Linked DNA regions of Mus musculus: region 2 is linked to region 1. Evidence: chromatin contacts called from public Hi-C data. All regions are on one chromosome and are shown on one strand. The core of a region is the stretch at or near the end of the contact, and the rest is flanking DNA. Distances in the headings are between cores, read along the strand shown.

The links. A called contact is a pair of places that touch in the nucleus more often than the background predicts.
Region 2: a contact with region 1 is called in a Hi-C map of bone marrow-derived macrophages, with 2.7 times the contacts expected there. The contact joins two enhancer-like sites. A contact is called at or near these places in 21 of 484 Hi-C or Micro-C datasets (CD4 T cells, the G1E-ER4 cell line, the HL-1 cell line and 13 more), 6 of 115 datasets of contacts at active chromatin or transcription factors (craniofacial prominence, embryonic stem cells and fibro-adipogenic progenitors) and 2 of 9 other capture datasets (adipose tissue and embryonic stem cells).

Annotation. Positions count from the first base shown.
Region 1 is chr7:49,293,920-49,298,631 of GRCm38.p6, forward strand. All of the region lies in intron 1 of Nav2 (neuron navigator 2), which reads left to right. Among named protein-coding and RNA genes, the nearest start is that of Nav2, 50 kb to the left of the region's middle. Within about 2 kb of position 3,457, at least 52 of the 459 cell types and tissues checked have an H3K27ac peak or open chromatin away from gene starts, as enhancers often do. A contact at or near this core is called in bone marrow-derived macrophages, where this site is marked.
Region 2 is chr7:49,426,802-49,431,528 of GRCm38.p6, forward strand. All of the region lies in intron 6 of Nav2 (neuron navigator 2), which reads left to right. Among named protein-coding and RNA genes, the nearest start is that of Gm51447, 9.1 kb to the right of the region's middle. Within about 2 kb of position 2,695, at least 41 of the 459 cell types and tissues checked have an H3K27ac peak or open chromatin away from gene starts, as enhancers often do. A contact at or near this core is called in bone marrow-derived macrophages, where this site is marked.

The DNA of each region.
Region 1 (4,712 bases), core at 2,207-4,706:
CTGCAGAGCTCCAACGATGTTTACCAACTCCAAGCTAAGGGATCCAGCTGGGACAGCGACACCCACCACCCCCAATTCCGGGAATGGAGGAGATGCTAGGAAATGGGTCTCTAAGCCTCACATCACAGACAGCAGCCATTCGTGGCTGGAGCTTCCACATCAAGCTCAGACCTCCCTAAAGGCACATGAGGTGAGTCTGGCAAGTATTTCCTTGAGAAGGCGGAGGCATGGAGGCACATCAGAAGGGCAGGCTGTGTTTCCCGAGTTCTGCCTCTAAGGAGGAAGGGATGGAAAACACAGGAAGCAGGGCTTCCTTTCCCTGGCCATTCCACAGGAAAGGGTTCTTTGCCTTCTTAAACTCTGTGCCATTTGCCTGCTCCGCTTGAATTAAGTAGAATCGGATTAGCTTGGCCAACAGAAAGTGGTAGATGCAGAGGAAGGGAGGAGAGGGAGAGAGGGAGAGAGGGAGTGAGGGAGGGAGGGAGGGAGGGAGGGAGGGAGGGAGGGAGGGAGGGAGGGAGGGAGGGAGGGAGAAAGACAGACAGAGAGAGAGAGAGAGACAGACAGACAGACAGACAGACAGAGAAAGTTACAGGCAGCTTTGAAGTTTTAAACCATCCCATGTTGGTGCTGAGAACTGAACACAGGTCCTTTGTAAGAACAGCAACTGCAATTAATCGCTAAGTCATCTCTCCATCCTGGAGAAGGGCTAAAATCAGTTGCTAGACTCCTTCAAACAAATTGCTGTGAGCCACCAGGTTTCTCATTCAGTAGGTATAGAGTGGTGTCTAGGAGCTCACACTGGTGATAAAAGGCTGGTATTGGTACTACTGTTTGAAGTCTTATTCTGAGAAGCTTACTCTGGCTGTCCTGAGGTAGACTAGTCCTGAGTGCCCTCCACAGGATGGACATTGTGCAGATAGACACCTATGCTAGGCTCCAGGCTAAAGTCACACAGAGCTGCACTGAAACTCTGACTGTTTCTGGGCTATGTGCAGACTGGCAGTTTGCTTGGTGTTAACACAGGCCACACATTGTGAGTGATTGGCTTTTGGCATGACTCTGTAGGAGCCTGAAGATACAAACCAGATTGTGTGTAAGACACAGGACCAGGGGGAGGGCGGCCACCAAAGGTCTGCTGTCATGGTTCTGATGGAGTACTATGGTCTCTTTCTCTACTTGCATTCTTCGAGCCCTGAATTAAAAGCCATAATAGTAAAAGTGCAGGCTGATGTCTGTTGCAGACCCAAATGATAGTAGGAAAATGAAAGGGTGATGCAGACGGCATCTGGTGGTTGCTCTGAAGTGGGGAACAATCTGGGAAAATATGTGCCAGGTTCTGCCCTGGAGAGAATACATCCTGAGGTGTTTTCTACAGCGGCCCCTTAAAATCTCTACCCCGAGAGTCCTAAGGTCAAATATATTTGAAAAGCAGAGTAGCTGTGCCTTACCCACAGACCTGCCTTCTGCAGTTTCATCTGCCCACCGTCCTGTCCTCTGGTTCTGGTGGGGCATGTCTATATGATTCTGGCATTCACGAATGCAAGGCAGAAGGATAGCCTGCACTTCAATAGTAAATTACCAGGTCAGCCAGGGCTCCCTAACAAGACCCTGTATGGGAAAACAATCAATTACCAGCATCAACTATGCTCTGAAGGTATTACATGAAGAATTCTACATTTTGAGAAAGGGCACACAGTCACATAAAAGGACTTTTGCTTCAGTCTGCTAGAATTCTTCTCTCCTATTATTGACCACTGCTGTTTTTTTTTTTTTAACTGTGGCCATGTATAAATTTAACTTCATCATCAACATATGTTATAGGGAAAATGTAGCGGGTATGGGTTTGGTGCTATCTTTAATTCCAGGCATTTCCTAGGGAGGACACAGGGTGATAGGAATGTGACCCATAGGTAAGATGGCCTCTGAACCCCATTCCCCATTTCTTTCATGAAGCCCCAGAACCCTCACCCCCAGTAAAGGCTACCTGAAGTCCTGCACAGTTAAGACACATGGTGAGCTGTTGGGCAGGCTTAGCTTCTTCCTCCAGCCACCTTTGAGGAACTAGCGTTAAGAGTTCATGGTTTCTAAGACTCTGGCACGTGGTCTTCCCGGCTTTTTAGAACAGATGGAGAGCTGAGAATGGCCTTGCTCCTGAGACAGAGGAGACTGAGCCACCTCGAGGCCAGGGCTTGCCCCAGGTCACAGGGCTAGGATAGGTGGTATTGCAAGGCCAGAGGATGAATCTTGACCCTCTGATGGAGTTTCTCTATGAGCGTCAATCATTAAAGACCATGATGGCAAAGCCACCAGACAGGGTGGCAGTTCTTACTTGTCCCAAACCGTGCAGCTGACCACATTTGTGGTCTGGGTTGTTTATGTATGGACCCTTGGTCTATGTGATGACAGTGGTGTGTGCTGAACAGAGTCAGAACTTCAGGGGCTAAGAGGAAGGCCCTGCAGCCAGATGAATTAGGAACACAGGAGGGCTCTCTTTGTAGCTGTGTGACTCTGAGAAAGGCACTCAACTTTTTTGAATATTTGTTTATTTTAATCTTATGTGTATGACTGTTGGCCTGTATGTATGTAACTTGGAGCATATGCGTGCCTAGTACCTGTGGAGGACAGAAGAGAGCACCAGAGCCTCCAAAACTGGGGTTACAGGTGGCACCCACAGGAGCCACCACATGTGTGCTTGGGATCTGAACTCGGGTCCTCTGGAAAAACAGCCAGTACTCTTAACCACCAGGCCATCCTCCAGCCTTCAATTGATTTTTTTTTTCAAAAATTTTTAAATTAATTAATGAATGAATGTACTGTGTACATGGTAGCAAGTGCATTTACTCCCTGAGCCATCTTGTTGGCCCATGTTTAACTGTTGATAGCTGCTTTCTCTCCCTGCAGAACATTTTTGTGGAGATGGAGTCTGAGTACTTAGCCCTGGCTAGCATGGAACTTTTGTAGACAAGGCTGGCCCTTGTCTCCTAAGTGCTAGCATTAAAGGTATACACCACCATACTCAACCCATAAAATGTAATTTTTTCATTCTTAAAAATGTTGGGTAGCATTCCTTTGTCAAGATGGCAGGTGGGGATAGGAGAACTCCCCAGAGACCCACAGGCCAGCTAGCCTGGCAAACCCAGCAGCAAACAAAAGACCCTATATAAAGCAAGGTGGAAGACCTCTATCCAGCACCCAAGGTTGCTCTCTGACCTCCATATGCTGCTCCAAATGTGCATACACATCCACATAGCATGCACACATGAAAACATTTTAAAAAAAAAGAAAGAAAAAGAAAAAAGAATAGTTGCCAGGGTAGCTGACCTGACAAGGCCTTGGCAAACACAAAAGTGGGCTGTGGTGAGTTCTTGGTGTTCATGTTCACTGGAACATGACCAGGAGGAAGTTGTGGGGAGGGACAGGCTGCAGTGAAGGCTGAGCTGACTCTGGGGAGCTATTCTCTAGCTCTGATGTGGGAACTGAGGACTGCCTAAAAAGGCCCAGGCCAAGCCAGCAGTGCTAACAATGACCAGCCCCATTTCAGGGGCCGATGGGCAAGCGAAAGGCAGGCAGCAGCTGCACCCGAGAGGTAGCCTTTGCTGAACAACAGACTTGGTTCTGGGATTTCCAGGGTGGGTCATCTCTCTTGATTTCCATACAGGAAGTCCCCCTGTCTGAGACCATGTCTCTTTCTTCTTGTTTATCTTCAGCTTGTGTCCTGAGGCTCAGACCCAGGTGCCAGCTCTATCTGTAGCACCCTCTCCTGGGCTGGGGAAGAAAAAAAACCCTAAGAGCAGGTTGTGTACACTTGTGTGTGTGTGTGTGTGTGTGTGTGTGTGTGTGTGTGTGTGTGTGTGTGTGTGTGTGTATGCATGTGTGGGTGCCCGAGTGTGTGTATGAGTATGCATGTGCATGTGTCTGCATGTGTGCATGCATATGTGTGTTGTCTACCTCCTGGAAGGAAAGGGTGCTGGAGAGAAATGTAACTAGCTTACCTACCGACTGCTTCGTCCCAGGGGAGGCTTCCCACACCTCCACCAGGCACTCGTTTCTACTTCCTCTCCACTGTGAGTGCTTAGCTGCTCAGCCACAAACTCTTTGGGCGAGAAGTCCGTGCATTCCCTACAGCCAAGGCTCACAGGGCTATGCTGGGCTGGGCTTGTCCCCCAACAGTTTCCAGGAAGCGTTGACCATAAGCATCCCTCTGGAAGAGAGGCTGCTTCTTAAACCTCCAATCCTCATCCCTGAGAACCAGATCTGGCCAAGAGTGAAAAGGCAGATCTGTAGTGAATACCTAATCAACAGCCACCCCATCCTCTCCCCTTTTAAACCGTAGCCACAGAAAACAGAGCCCAGCAACCCAACACAACTCCAGAGGACTCCAAGACGGCAATTCCTTTCCAAGCAATAATTCTGAAAATTGTTCGGAACAAGCCATGCTTGGGCTGCTGTCAGTTGTAAATTGGCAACCCTACATGCTTCAGCGAGAGCTTCCCAGGCTTCTGGGCCCACACTGCCATGTCAGGGCTCATAGTTCTTCCTTCAGCCAGTTACCTTTGCCCTACATGAACCTCTGGTTCACTTGAGTGGGCAGAGAAAGCTAAACTAAGTCCTTAAGCCACTTCCCGAAGGTCATCAGCCCTGACCTTTAGCTAGGTCGGAGCTAGGAGTTTCACTCCTGGCCAGTGGGGGGAGGGAGGCCTGGCCACACA
Region 2 (4,727 bases), core at 1,445-3,944, 130 kb after region 1:
GAACTAAGCCCCTCCTCCTCTTAGCTGTCACTCACTCCCCCTGAGGTGGGCATTGAGCCGTGGGATTCAAGGAGAAGGATGAATCCTAAGGAAAGAGATCTTTGCTAGCAGGAGTGGATTTTTTACTAACTGGAAAGGTTTGCTAGATTTTATTTGTTTTTCGCGGGTGACTAATTTCAAATGAGACAAAGCAGTATGGTTAACAGCCCCACTCTTGATCATACACCCTTCATGTTCCGGGACATGTCTAAGGTCATTTGTGCAAAGTCTCTTCTGTATTAAGCATCAGAATAGTCACTGATAGTCTAGAGTGTAGAGAGAGGTGCCAGGCCTTGCCCTAGTGGGACTTACAGTCTGGTGAGAGAGACAAGTAAAAAATCAACCAATAGAGTCGGTACTTACTCCTCTGCAGAAACTTAGATGCCACACATAGATGTATGCTTCTGGGCTGGGGGGCCTCAAAGGTGAGACCCACAAAATTTGCAGGGTCTCCTTTATTGTGTTTACCCATTTGCTCACACAATAGTTGGGATGTTTTAGAACATGGGCATTGAAAAGAACAAACACACACACACACAAGTTAATAAAACAGAGAAACAACTCTTGGATCCCCATTAAAAAATAAATATAAAGGGCTTTTGTTTCTGTTTTCTCCCAGCTGGATGGATAAATCTTTTGGGAGGGGAGGTCTCTGGCCCCCAGAGGTGTTCAGGCAGTCAGATCAGCCCTGTTCTGGCTGCCACATGTTAGGTTTCAGCAGACAGCCTTGGTGATGTTTGTAAACCTCTGAACTGATTTTCTCAGATAAAGGAGGGAGACTGTGATTTATGCAGGTTCTGGAAGTGCTTCTGTGATTTGGATAAAGTTACTGGTAAACCCCATAATATGTGACCTTTCCTTAAGCCCCACCTCCTGTAAAGGCATCCATCCATCCATCCATCCATCCATCCATCCATCCCAAATGTACTCTATCCTCAGCGGCGTTACTTACACTCTAGAACTCGGTTCTGTTTCAAGGAAGGAAGGACAGTTGGGAGGGAAGAAAAGCGTGCAAAGGTACCCTCGGTGACATTTGCATTGACTCTCCCCACTCCCCCTCCCCGTGTACTTGGGATGATGTCTCTCACAAGTTCAGCTAAGTTGTGAACTGGTTAAGTCTTGCTCTGCAGTCCTCCTTATGGCCGCAGAGTACTCAAAGGCCTGTTTCGCATGCTTCCTGTAGGGGGCACCACTCATCAAGCAAAACCCAGCCTGCTGTGAGAGCAAGTCATTTTAGGCCTTATATCGAAGAAACCTGTCTCTGCTTTGAAGGTTTCTAGCCCTGGTGATGACCTTATTCTGTCTGTCAATCATGTGTTAGGCATGCTGGGCTCAGACACAGGCTTTCTTATGGGCCAGGATGGCTTTGTATTGTGTTAAGTCCATCTGCTCCACAATCAAACCAAGGGCATATGGGCAGCAGGGGTGGGAGTGGCTTGTCCACACTAAACATGTATCCTAGGACGGGAATTCTCACCCATGTTATCCCATTGATCCCGTAGTCAAATCCAAGACATTTCATCTCCGTTCCTCCAACAGAAGTGTGTTTTCTTTCTGCAAACACCTTCACAGCCTCAGAAGTTACAGGGGACTTGTGGGAGCTAGCTTCCCTCTGGACGTCTCAGCCTTGAGCTTGGCAGAACACGCTTGTTAGTCACAAGCCCTGAAAAGTGATATTTTCACATAATAGCTGTGTGCTATTTCCCACGAGCTTTCGGGTTGGCCAGATATTTCTACGGAGGTGTCCCATGTGTGTGAAAATGTGTCTGGGGTCATCTAGAACAGCCATTGCCAAGATGACCCGGTGATCCCTGCATGATCTTTCTGCCAGCGGCTCCTTTCTGACTGTTTTTATGGTGTTCAGATGAGTTCTGGGATAAATGGTTGGGATGTATAAGGCCCACTGGGACCTAACCTCTGAAAGGGACATCATGGCTTGTCTTCTTATGCTGGCTTGCCCACATTGATGAGGGTAGCTTCTGAGCCATGCTGAGGAGGAGGGCGTGCGACCGAGAGAGTGAAGACTGGGAACTATCTTCCTAATCCAACACAACAAATAAGCCAGACACAAGTCAGTAGGCACTGATTTCACTTGTCAAGATGAATGCGCTCAGCTCCTAATGCAGGATTTCCAACAACTCTGGGAGAGAGGCAGAACTAAGAGGCCAGAGTGTCCTCGGTTACTACCATTGACCCATAGGCTGCTGCATGGCAGAAGCATCAGCCAATGAGAAGGCACAGAGGCGTGACCATAGGCTGCTGCATGGCAGAAGCATCAGCCAATGAGAAGGCACAGAGGTGTGACCATAGACCCATAGGCTGCTGCATGGTAGAAGCCTCAGCCAATGAGAAGACACAGAGGCGTGTGCTGAAAGTGGCACTCTGCTTCTGCCTGTTTGGCAGACATGATCCTTGGCCTCCATATCCCCCATATCCCTGCTGTCTCTCACATAGTAGCTGGCAGGTGATCATCCGTCTTGGTTTCACAACCCCCTAGGGATGGGTCCCAGCATCTCTACATAAAGGCAGCATGATTTTGCGACATCAAACACTCTGAACTTCAAGTACCTTTGCCTTGCAATGAACACGAGAAGAGAACCAGCTCTGAGCATATATTTGCTCAAATCAGTAAAAATCAAGTGCACAGGAGTCAAAAGGGAACCAGGGTGGGGGGAGGGGCAAAGAAACCACAGCAGCTAAGCTGAAAACCCCAGGCCTTTACTCTCATCTTCTTGCCTTTGGCCCAAAATCTGAAGCTGTCTCAGACTTTCAGGCTCTGCCTCAGCCATCCTGACTAAACCAGAGTAAAGGATATTTTTAAGAGCAGGGGTGTAGAGGCTAGAGAGATGGCTTAGCAGTTAAGAGCTAATGCTGCTCTTTCAAGAGACCAAAGTTCAAATCCCGTACCCATGTCAGGCAGCTTCTAACTTCTGAAACTACTCCACCTTCCAGGGGATTGTTATCCCAGGCACATACCTATATGCCAATATATAATTAAAAAAAAAAACTTTAGAAATAAAATAGGGATCTAGAAACAGAATGGCCTGTCCCCAGAGGACATTCCTGGCAAATGGACTCCTGCCACCACTCGATAATTTTGCTTGTGGAATCTCAGAAATGCAATTTATTGATTGTTGAAATCTCCCAATAACAGTTTGCCATGAAGGGGGAATTTGAGATGAAAATATTGATTGAGAAAAGCAAGCAAGAGAGGCACATGTATTTGGTTCATCCTCTTCCCCTCCCTCTACTCTCCCCCTCCCCCAATTCGCTGTGTGTGCATGTGTGTGTGTGTGTGTGTGTGTGTGTGTGTGTGTGTGCGCGCGCGTGTGTGAAATAGCTAAAACAGATGTGTAAAGAAGATGCTTTCTGTGGAGTTTTAAGTTAGAAGGACTTCACTAAGAATGGTTACAGGTGATAATTGTTCTGCCTTGCTTTAGAACAAAGGGTTCTTTGGTTAGCAGATGATCTTTCTTCAAGTGTAATTTTATTTATTTATTTTTCCTCTGATTTTTCTCATCACTCCCAAATGCCGGTCCTCTGATCATCCTAACAAGCCCAGACCCACAATTTGGAAAGCCCTTCTGGGTTGTTCCTGGGAGTTGGTGACCGGATTTGAGTAGATGAAAGGCACCAGAGATAAACTGATTACCCTGTGCATGGAAAGGGGTGGGAGCAGCCTGAACCTGGGGTCTCTACTGAGAGGCTCTGGCCTCGGTGTGTTGTTCAACAGGCAACAGAGATGTCCGCTGCTTACTGTACACTGATCAGAACAGTTTGGTCTTATTAGAGAGGCCCTGGATCACCTTCTGGCATGAAACCCATCAAACAGCCAAGGTGCAGGCCAGCTTCCTTGAAGTGTCCAAAACCCATCAAACAGCCAAGGTGCAGGCCAGCTTCCTTGAAGTGTCTCCAGGCGCTTTGGCACACTTGCTTTTTGAATGGCTTAGCTAAGCAGAGAGCTTCGGGGCCTGTGGTGAGGCTGGGGCAGCACGGAAACTCGCAGCTCACCCCTCCCTCCTTGTCTTGAAACCTGCCTTGTGCCCCTTCTCCATCTGTGCATGTGCTCTTCGGTACCAGGAGGGAGCGGTGTTACCCTGGAAAAGCAGTGCTCTCAGACAGCCAGTGTCTGGAATCTGCAGATGCCCCTGTGCCCTCTGCTAGCCCTGCCAAGCAGAACTTTTGGCAGAGGTGCACATGGTCTGACATACTTGCCACCAGCTGTCCCTGAAATAGGGTAAGAGATTGCATGGGGTGTGCACACGTGTGGAAGACAGAAAAGGGTGTCGGCCGTGGCTCTGTCTCCCTCTGCCTTATGCTGTTAGAGCAGCTTTTCACTGAACCTAGAGCTAGGCTGGTAGCCAGCAAATCCTCCAGTCTCTTATGACTCTGGCTCCCCTATCCCAGTGCTGGGACTGCAGGTGCAGGTGTAGCCATGCCCAACTTTTTACGTGAGCTCTAGGGATTTGAACTCAGATCCTCAGGCTTTTAGAATAAGCACTCTTTGCCACTGAGCCATTTTTCCAGCCCCAAGAAGCTGGGTTGTTTTTTTTTAATCATTAATCTTTTTTTTTTCTTTTTTTTTGGTTTTTCGAGACAGGGTTTCTCTTTATAGCCCTGGCTATCCTGGAACTCACTCTGTAGACCAGGCTGGCCTCGAACTCAGAAATCCGCCTGCCTCTGCCTCC